2 separate regions of the Pan troglodytes genome follow, and region 1 is linked to region 2. Evidence: chromatin contacts called from public Hi-C data. All regions are on one chromosome and are shown on one strand. The core of a region is the stretch at or near the end of the contact, and the rest is flanking DNA. Distances in the headings are between cores, read along the strand shown.

Region 1 (4,608 bases), core at 83-2,582, 170 kb before region 2:
CTCCCAAAGTGCTGGGAATGCAGGAGTGAGCCACCACACCCGGTCATTTTTTATTTTATTTGAGTCAGGGTCTCACTGTGTCACCCAAGATGGAGTGCGGTGGTGCGATCACGGCTCGCTGAAGCCTCCATCTCCTGGACTCCAGCCATCCTCCCACTTCAGCCTCCCGAGTAGCTGAGACCACAGGTGCACGTCACCATACCAGCTAATTTTCGTATTTTGTGTAGAGACGGGTTCTTGCCATGTTGTCCAGGCTGGTCTCTAAATCTTGGGCTCAAGAGATCCTCTCACCTCAGGCTCCTGAGCATGCGCTACTTCCATCTGACTTTGAAGACAGGGTTTGGGAAGGGGCTCTGAACATCTGCCTGGGCTCTTTGTGCTCTGGCTCTGGAGGGCTTCCTGGAGGAGGAGGCCTTTGGCCTGGGCTAGGCCTTCAAAGTGAGGAAACCTTCTAGGTCCTCTCTGCCCCTCCCAGTCTCTGGTACTACCTGACCTGGACTTTCTCACAGGTCTCCAGCCCCAGAGAGCTGCGTCTTTTCAATTTCCCCTACCTGCTGCCCAGGCCCACCCCCAAAGCTACAAGACGCGAGAACCGCCTTTCCCTGTGGGGGCTGCCAGGGTGGGAGGAGGGGAGCTGCCTCAGCCCATTGGTGGTGGCGACTGATCCAGGTTGACCCAGCAGAGGGCCTTCCAGAGCCATAGCAAGGATTCACATCCCAACCGTGCCACTTCCAGACTGGGTGACCTTGGGCCAGTTGCCTGACCTCGCTGATCCTCCGTGTCCTTCTAGGCACACCGTTAATCATAGTACCTGCTTTGCAGGACTCTTGTGGGAATCAGCGGCGCGCCTGGCACACACTAGTTGCTCAATGAATGGGGCGGCTATAATTACTCTTCCGGGTGGGGGCGGGGCGCAGGGCCTGCAGCCAGGCCTATATTTAGCCTGGAAGGGGGTTGGGGGCGCTGGGAGACAAAGCGCCGCGGCCAGTCTGGGCGCCCAGGGGGCGGAGCCGGCGAAAGCCCCGCGGCCGACCCGCCCTCCCCTACCGCAGGGTCACCTTGGCCGGGCTGGCGGCCAAGGGCTCCTTCAGACCCGACGTGCCCCAGCGGCCCAGCGGCCGCTTGGTCCCCTGAGCAGTCCTCATCCTCGCAAACTGCTGTCTGGGGAGGGGGCTGCTGGGGGCTGGGGGTGGTTTTCGGCCCCATTGACCACTTGGGAAGCTGCCCCCTTTCCCAGCACCGGCCGGCCGAGGGAGGGCTCGCTGAGATCGGTACGCCATGGTGAGCCTGACCCCGGCTGGGGGGCGCGGGAGGGGGAGCCAGGCTGGCTCCTCCCCCAACCTCGCGCCAATGAGTGTCGGGGCTGCAAATAGCCCAGTGGAATCAGTGAGTCATGGAGGCTGGAAATACCGCGCCCCCTCTGATCCCCTCCCCTCCTCCTGACCGCAGCCGGTGGAGCTGCACTGGGGAGCAAGCCTGGGGGTGTGCGGGGTGGGGGACCCCTCCGGAGAGCTCCCCTCCCCAGGCTCCCTGAACCAACCCGGACACCCCCCGCCCCCAAGTTCCAGCTGGCTTTGCCTCTGGGGCTGTGTGACCCTGGGCCAGTCACTCAGACTCTCTGGGCCGCAGAATCCCCATTAGGTACAAGAAGGGCTTCAAGAGGGCAGGCGACCCGGTGCAGCCTGCCCACCTTTGCGTCCCTGCGCCTGGGACTGAAACAGTGCTTGGCACAGTGCCCGCCACATAGCAGGACAGTAAATATCTCTGGAAGGAAAGAAATAATAAAAAGGGAAGGGCAGGCAGTTGGATGAGAAGGTGTTGCAAGGGTTTTCCAGAAACAATCCTGGGGTTCCTGCCCAGGGGGGTCTGGGGAGCCCATGGAGGAGGCCGAGGAACACCCACATTTTGTGAGGTCTTCAGCTTTAACTTGAGCTACAACCCCCATCCCCAAATCTCAAAGAAGGTGTGTCTGTTTCTCTCAGGGTTTCCAGCCCTGCCCTAAGTTTGAGAACTCCAGGCAGGCGGCCTCCAGAAGTCTGTGAAACTGTCCTTTATTATGTATACAGGTTCCAGCGTCAGGGCTCTCCCACGGACCCCTCCCCAGTCCTCCCCCAAGGGGCCCAGAGTGGTGGGAGTGAGAGGCCACCCTAAGGCACACTGACCAGAGAGGCATGGAGGGAGGAGGCTGACTTGCCCTGGGGACCCCTGCTAACTGAGACCCACCCTTCCCCTCCACCCTGCTTCTGTATGTGGGAGACGAAACCAAGAGTCACTGGGGGCAGCAGGCATTTCCCAGGGTTAAGGCTGATGGAAGGTCCCTATCCCAGATGGGAGATGGGGGCTTTTCCTATGACTCCCCCCATCCCCCAGCTGGAAGACGTGGGGAGGGGTGCATAGCCTTAGACAGGTAGAATGAGGGGAAATACTCCTCAGTGCCCAGAGGTGGGGAGTTGAGAGCAGCTGTTGACACCCTGGGTTCAGATCTAACCTTCAGTGACAAAGCACGGCACTCAGTGGCTCAGAGATGTTTCCCCGTTAATGAAAATGGAGATTGTAAATCTGATTTGAGAAAGCTCTGAATTTGGCCTCAACCAATGGTAATGCTGAGTATTTGAAGGACAACGATAGGGGTGTGTGTGTCACACACACCGAGCCTATAGATTCATAGATTAAAGAGGGGGATGGATGGAGAGCTGACTGCCCGGAGGGGAAGGTGGCAAGAAGCTGGGGTCCAACTTCGAGGACCCAAAGCCCCATCCATGCCCTGGCTTCCATCTCTGTTAGGTGATCCTGTCTGCATGGGAGCAGCCCCAAGAACACAGGCCTGTGGGAGGGAGAAGGACCAGCCCCACCCCCAACCCCACGTGGCCTTGCCTGGAGGCCCCAGCAGGCGCAGGACGGCAGGAGTTTCATGCAGTTTATCACGAACCAGCTGTATTGGAAAAACCCCATCTATATACAGATGTGGCATGGCTCTGCCCTGGCACAGCCAGCTGGCTGGGGGCACGGGGTGGGCAGGCAGCCTGCTCGCTGGCATGGGGCTTGGAGGCTGGTAGAGGGGAAGTTTACCGTCACGGCTGTCTCCTCTTGGCCTTGCTGAGCCCTCGGGCAATTAGTTCCACTTAGATAGGCACCCTTGCCTGTGACCTTCCCTCTGTCTCTCCCACTCCCCTTGGCCAAGAGGGTTCCAGGTCCCTGGTCCCCTTGCCCTGCAGAGACTTCATAGATCAGAGGGTTTGTCTGTCTGTCTGTCCTGCAGAGCTTGCCCATATGTCCTGCTGGTCCCATTCCCCTGACCCACAGTGGGTTCTTTCGATCTTCCTTCCCTGACCCCAGCCCCTGTACTCTGGATTAAGTGACGGAGGCCAAATCTGAAATCTGGGCATCATGTGTCAGGCCAGGGAGTCCCTGGCCTGCCCTGGATAGAGTGGAGGGCCCTAGTTTGGGAGGATGGTCCACCTGGGGTCTGGGGTGCGTGGGGGCTAGAACCTGGGCTGAGATGTCCTGGAGCTGTTGTAATGGGGTTAGCGAGGCTTTGCTGGCAGGCGTGGGGCGGGGGGACAGGGAAAGGGAAGGGAGAGGCACTCAGATTTTGATCTCCGTCCGGAAGGTCTGCTGGACGTGTTCTGTATGCGGGTGACGCCGTGCCCGGATAGTGAGGCTGCCGTCCTCCCGCAGAGCCGAGGTCACCGACGTCGGGTCCACGTCCTCCGGCAGCTGGCACTTGTGAGCGAAGGTGTTCATGACGGTGCCGTCAGCCGCCAGCTGGGGAAGGGGTGACCTGTCAGGCAGGCTGCCCCGACCCCTGTCCTGCTTGTGACAAGCCAGAGCCCTCTTCTCCCCATTGTAACCCCAGCCAGGCCCCACATGCCGAGGGGCTCTGCCCTCAGGTGCCGAGGGGCTGCCCAGGGTGGCGATGGCCACAGGCCGAAGGCTCTGCAGGGACAGCGCAGGGGTGCTTCGCAGAGCTCCAGTAGCTCCAAGGAACAGGCCAGGGACATGGGGAAGAGGTGGGGCTTGGAGAGAGAGGTGGCTCTGTGGCAGTGGCTCTGAATCTGGGGCTCCTGGGGAACGTGGAGGTGACAGAGGAGAGCCGTGCCTTCCTGGATCCCCGGGCACATTGGGCATCTGCCCGCCAGGGCTGAGCGCCGGCCCCTCCCCCACAACTCAGCCAGCACATAGTGTCCAGGGGAGTTTGGGGCGGCTGAGTCACTGTTGGGGGTGGCAGGGCTGGCACGTGCTGCCTGCGGGTCTTGGTGCCCCCAGTCCATGGCATCCCTGGCAGGGATGCCCAGAAATCCACCCTTGAATGTGGAGGGGAAGAAGCCAGTCCTTGGGGGCTTAGGAGGAGGCTTGGGGCAGGTCCTCTCCTCCTGGCAGCCGTGGCTGTCCCTGGGCAACGCCCCTGTTCAGGCCTGGCCATACCCTCTCCAGGGTGGAGGCCCCAGTGCCTCCTGGAAGTTCGGACTCAGACACGCTAGAGACCCAGTGACCCTGAGACCTGTGGGCGGGCGCTGTGTGTGGTTTGGAGTGTGTGTGAGACCCGAAACTGCAGGGCCCCTGCCCAGCCTCGGGCCTAATTTAGGGGTCCCAAGATGGGGGATGGGT
Region 2 (4,353 bases), core at 1,630-4,129:
TGCGGGATATCGGGGCTGGGGAACCTTGGCTAGCTGAGGAACTAGGCTAGCTGACACACAAAGGACCAGCAACAGTCCACGCCCTGGAGACAGAACACGCCCACGTGATTCACACCGGCAGCAGCGGACTCTGTTTCTGTTGCCTTGAATGAGGTGCGCTCTAGTCTTGCAGAGTTTAGAAAACAAGGAGGTGTGGAATGTTCAGGGAAGACTTCCTGATGAGGTAATAATAATACAGGAACAGCTAATATTTGATGAGCACTTGCTGTGTGCCAGGGCTTGTGCTAATCGCATGCTTCATCTTATTTAATCCTTGCAAAGAACTTGCCGGGTGGGAACGCATGTGCTACCCGTTTTGTAAATGAAGAACCTGAAGCCCAGAGAGTGGAAGTGATTTGACCAAGGTTTTTTTTTATTATTATTGTTATTTTTTATTTTTTTAGACAGAGTCTCACTCTTGTCGCCCAGGCTGGGGTGCAGTGGTGCAATCTTGGCTCACTGCAACCTCCACCTCCTGGGTTTGAGTGATTCTCCTGCCTCAGCCTCCTGAGTAGCTGGGATTACAGGCGCCCGCCACCACGCCTGGCTAATTTTTGTACTTTTTTTAAAAATAGACAAGGTTTCAACATGTTGGCCTGGCTGGTCTCAAACTCGTGACTTCAGGTGATCCGCCCTCCTCGGCCTCCCAAAGTGCTGTGATTACAGGCGTAAGCCCCGCGCCCGGCCAAGGTTATTCATTTATTTAGAAAACATTGATTGATGGGGAGCTTTTGTTGAGTAGAGTTTCAGTTTGGGATGATGAAAAAGTTCTGCAGATGGACGGTGGCGAAGTTGCACAGCAGTGTGAATGCACTTAATGCCACCGACCCGTACACTTCCAAACGCTTAACATGGTCGATTTTATGTTACATATATGTTACCACCATAAAAACACAAATGAAAAAGATTTACTGGGCCGGACATGGTGGCTCACACCTATAATCCCAGCACTTTGGGAGGCTAAGGCAGGCAGATCACTTGAGGTCAGGAGTTCGAGACCAGCCTGGCCAACATGGTGAAACCCCGTCTCTACTAAAAATACAAAAATTAGTCAGGCGTGGTGCTGCACACCTGTAGTCTCAGCTACTCGGGAGGGTAAGGCAAGAGAATCACTTGAGCCCGGGAGGTGGAGGTTGCAGTGAGCCGAGATTGTGCCATTGCACTCTAGCCTGGGTGGGTGACAGAGTGAGACTCCATCTCAAAAAAAAAAAAAAAAAAAAAAAAATTTACTGGTCCCCTGCTGTGTTTTAGGCATGAGTCAGATGCTGTGGATATAGCAATGAACACAGCAGACAAAAGTCTCTGCCTCTGTGAAACTGACATTGGAGAACAGCAGTCTAGAAGAACTTGCTGTGGATGGAATGATGAATGGATAGAAACATTTTACATCTGCTCCGCACTGGCTGCACGCGGCTACTGAGCACTTGAGATGCGTCTGGTGCACCTGAAGAGCTGACTTTAATTTTATTTCATTTTAATTAATTTAAATTAATTATTTATTTGAGACAGAGTCTCGCTCTGTCACTCAGGCTGGAGTACAGTGGCGCAATCACAGCTCACTGCAACCTCTGCCTTCTGGGCTCAAGCCAGCCTCCTACCTCAGCCTCCTGAGTAGCCAGGACTACAGGTGTACGCCACCACACCCAGCTAATTTTTTGTGTGCTTTTTGTAGAGATGGGGTTTCACCATGTTGCCCAGTCTGGTCTCGAACTCCTGACCTCAAGAGATCCACCCACCCTGGATCCCAAAATGCTGGGATTACAGGCATGAGCCACTGCGCCCGGCCTCTAGATTTAAATAGTACCTACAGAACTGGCCAGTGCAGCTCTAAAAGGTCAGCAGCATGTGAGTGGGAGAGCTGGGCCTGGCTGTGTGTTATTCACGTTCTTGAGCGTTGGCTTTCCACAGTTTGGGCCTCTGGCAGCAGAATCACCTGGGAAGCCAAAACTTCAGATCCCTGAGATCCCAGACTCCCTGAATCAGAATCTCAGAGGCCAGGGCTTGGGCGTCTGCCCATTTACCACACACCCCAGCTGATTCTGATGCACATGAGGTCAAGTTTGAAACCCACCCCACTGCCCTAGTTGTTCAAGACTCCCAGCGCTGGCTGGATGCAAAGTCTTATGCCTGTAATCCCCGCTCTTTTGGGAGGCCAAGGCGGGCAGATCACTTGAGGTCAGGAGTTCGAGACCAGCCGGGCCTACATAGTGAAACCCCGTCTCTACTAAAAATACAAAAATTAGCTAGGTGTGGTGGTGGGCGCCTGTAATCCCAGGAGGTGGAGGTTGCAGTGAGCCGAGATCGCGCTGCTGCACTGCATCCTGGGCAACAGAGCGGGACTCCGTCTCAAAAAAAAAAAGACTCCCGGCCAGGAAGAGAGCTTGAATGAAGTCTGACCTGCACCAGGCCTTCTGGGCCCAGACCAGGCCTGCTTAGGGGCATGTGCCCTGCTCAGAACTTCCCCATCCCAGCTAACCCAGAAGATAGCTGGGATGAAGATAGCTACTTCCGGCTACCAGCCCATGATTCTTTGCCAGCCTGCACTGTTCCCTGAAGAGCAAAAAGACTTGGAATTTCCCTGCTCTATCCAGAGGGGCTGGGATGAGGGGTCCTGAGTTCCCTTATCCCATGTCCTACCAACCTCTGGGGCTCTCCAGTCAGCCAGCTCGAGGCTCTGGCCCTAGCTGGTGGGCAATGGGCGGGAGAGGCTTGGCCCAGCACCCCACCCCACAGATCAGCCTGGTCCGGCAAGCGGAGGAAGGAAGCAGAGGCAGCCGGGGCCAGCGGACACAGGGCTGGGGGTGACGCAGGCCTCAGGAATTTGAAAACAAACACTTCGCCAGGGAAGGAAGAGGCTGCTGTTGGCTGCTGAGCCCGGGCGGGCCCAGGTCCCTCCCTTTCAGGGCAGGGGTGAATCCCAGCGCTGCTGACCGTGGCCTCCGGCTGGACCCAGTGCTCGGGGAGTTTCCACTCCGCTGGTGGTATGGGAAGGTCATGGGAGGTGTGGGGGGATCCAGGCTCTGTCCAGATACAGGAGCATCCTGGCTGGGGTGAGGACAGGAAGGGACAAAGAGCTGGGAAAGCCACGAGACCCCAGGAGAAGGCTCAGCAGCAACAGGATGCCTCCTCAAGCATTTATTGAGCACCCATGGTATTCCAAGAACTGAGAACATAAGCACTGCCTAGCTGGGGAGATCAGGGGAAGCCTAGAGCCCTGTGGCCTTCCTGGAGGAGGTGGCATTGAACTGAGCCCTGAAAGGTAAACTAGGACCGGGGAGGACAGAATCTTACAAGTCTCCCCGCTTCACACTCCCAGAGCCGGCGCTCAGTGAGTGCGTGAGTGAGTAAGCGGCTGACCAGCGACTATGCAGCATGAATGAATGACAGACTGAATGACATGAAGCCTGGAGTCTCAAGGCCGAGACTGCAAAAGAGGAATCCATCCTCCTATCCCCTCTGCTCTGAACTCTCTTCATGATCCTGAAGGTGCTTGGTACCTGGAGACTACGGAGCCAGCCTGCCGGGGTTCTAGTCTGAACTCAGTCACTTCCCAGCTGTGTAACTTTGGACAAGTTACTTAACCTCTCTGTGCCTCTGGTCCCTTCTCTGTAAAGTGTAGTCATCGGCCGGGTGCGGTGGCTCACGCCTATAATCCCAGCACTTTGGGAGGCCAAGGCAGATGGATCACTTGAGGTCAGGAGTTCGAGACCAGCCTGCCCAACATGGTGAAACCCTGTCTCTACTAAAAACACAAAAATCAGCCAGGTGTGGGGGCAGGCACCTGTAATCCCAGCTACTCGGGAGGCTAAGGCATGAGAATTGCTTGAACCCAGGAGGCGGAGGTTGCAGTGAGCTGACATCTCGTCACTGCACTCCAGCCTGGGCAACAGAGTGAGACTCAAAAAAAAAAAAAAAATACAGAGGTAATCATAGTGCCTCCTTCACAGGGTTTTTGAGAGGACTGAATGAGTTTTACAAGTGAAGTGCTTAGAACGACGTTGCACATGTAGTGAGAACTACACGAGTGTTGGCCAATGCTATTACTGAGGTTCCAGCTTACGCGTTCATTGAGTCACTCACTCACTGTTCATTCACTGATTCGCTCCTACATGCCATCCGCCACTTACACACCCCTCCCTCTTCACCGTCATCTGTTAAGCAATCCCCGTGTGCCAGGCTCTCTCCTCTCGGTCCTCCCAGCCCCCCTTTGCCAGTCTTGGATGGTGCCCGCCGTGCTGCCAATTACCCTAACAATTTCATTAATTCCTCTCAAGCCCAAAACAAACAAGAAGGACCTATCTGGAGCAGGGGTCA

Evidence for each region. Hi-C and Micro-C count contacts between places; a contact is called where the count stands out from the background.
Region 1: a Hi-C map of induced pluripotent stem cells shows a contact between it and region 2, with 2.0 times the contacts expected there. The contact joins two enhancer-like sites. A contact is called at or near these places in 2 of 7 Hi-C or Micro-C datasets (induced pluripotent stem cells and stem cell-derived neural progenitor cells).

The regions. Positions count from the first base shown.
Region 1 is chr1:215,188,560-215,193,167 of NHGRI_mPanTro3-v2.0_pri, reverse strand. It overlaps HSPB7 (heat shock protein family B (small) member 7), which reads right to left. Exons shown (of 3, transcript XM_009449005.5): 3 at 2,036-3,765. The coding sequence ends at 3,586. Among named protein-coding and RNA genes, the nearest start is that of HSPB7, 3.8 kb to the right of the region's middle. Within about 2 kb of position 1,332, at least 11 of the 24 cell types and tissues checked have an H3K27ac peak or open chromatin away from gene starts, as enhancers often do. A contact at or near this core is called in induced pluripotent stem cells and stem cell-derived neural progenitor cells, where this site is marked.
Region 2 is chr1:215,023,802-215,028,154 of NHGRI_mPanTro3-v2.0_pri, reverse strand. No RefSeq gene overlaps it. Among named protein-coding and RNA genes, the nearest start is that of EPHA2, 25 kb to the left of the region's middle. Within about 2 kb of position 2,879, at least 8 of the 24 cell types and tissues checked have an H3K27ac peak or open chromatin away from gene starts, as enhancers often do. A contact at or near this core is called in induced pluripotent stem cells and stem cell-derived neural progenitor cells, where this site is marked.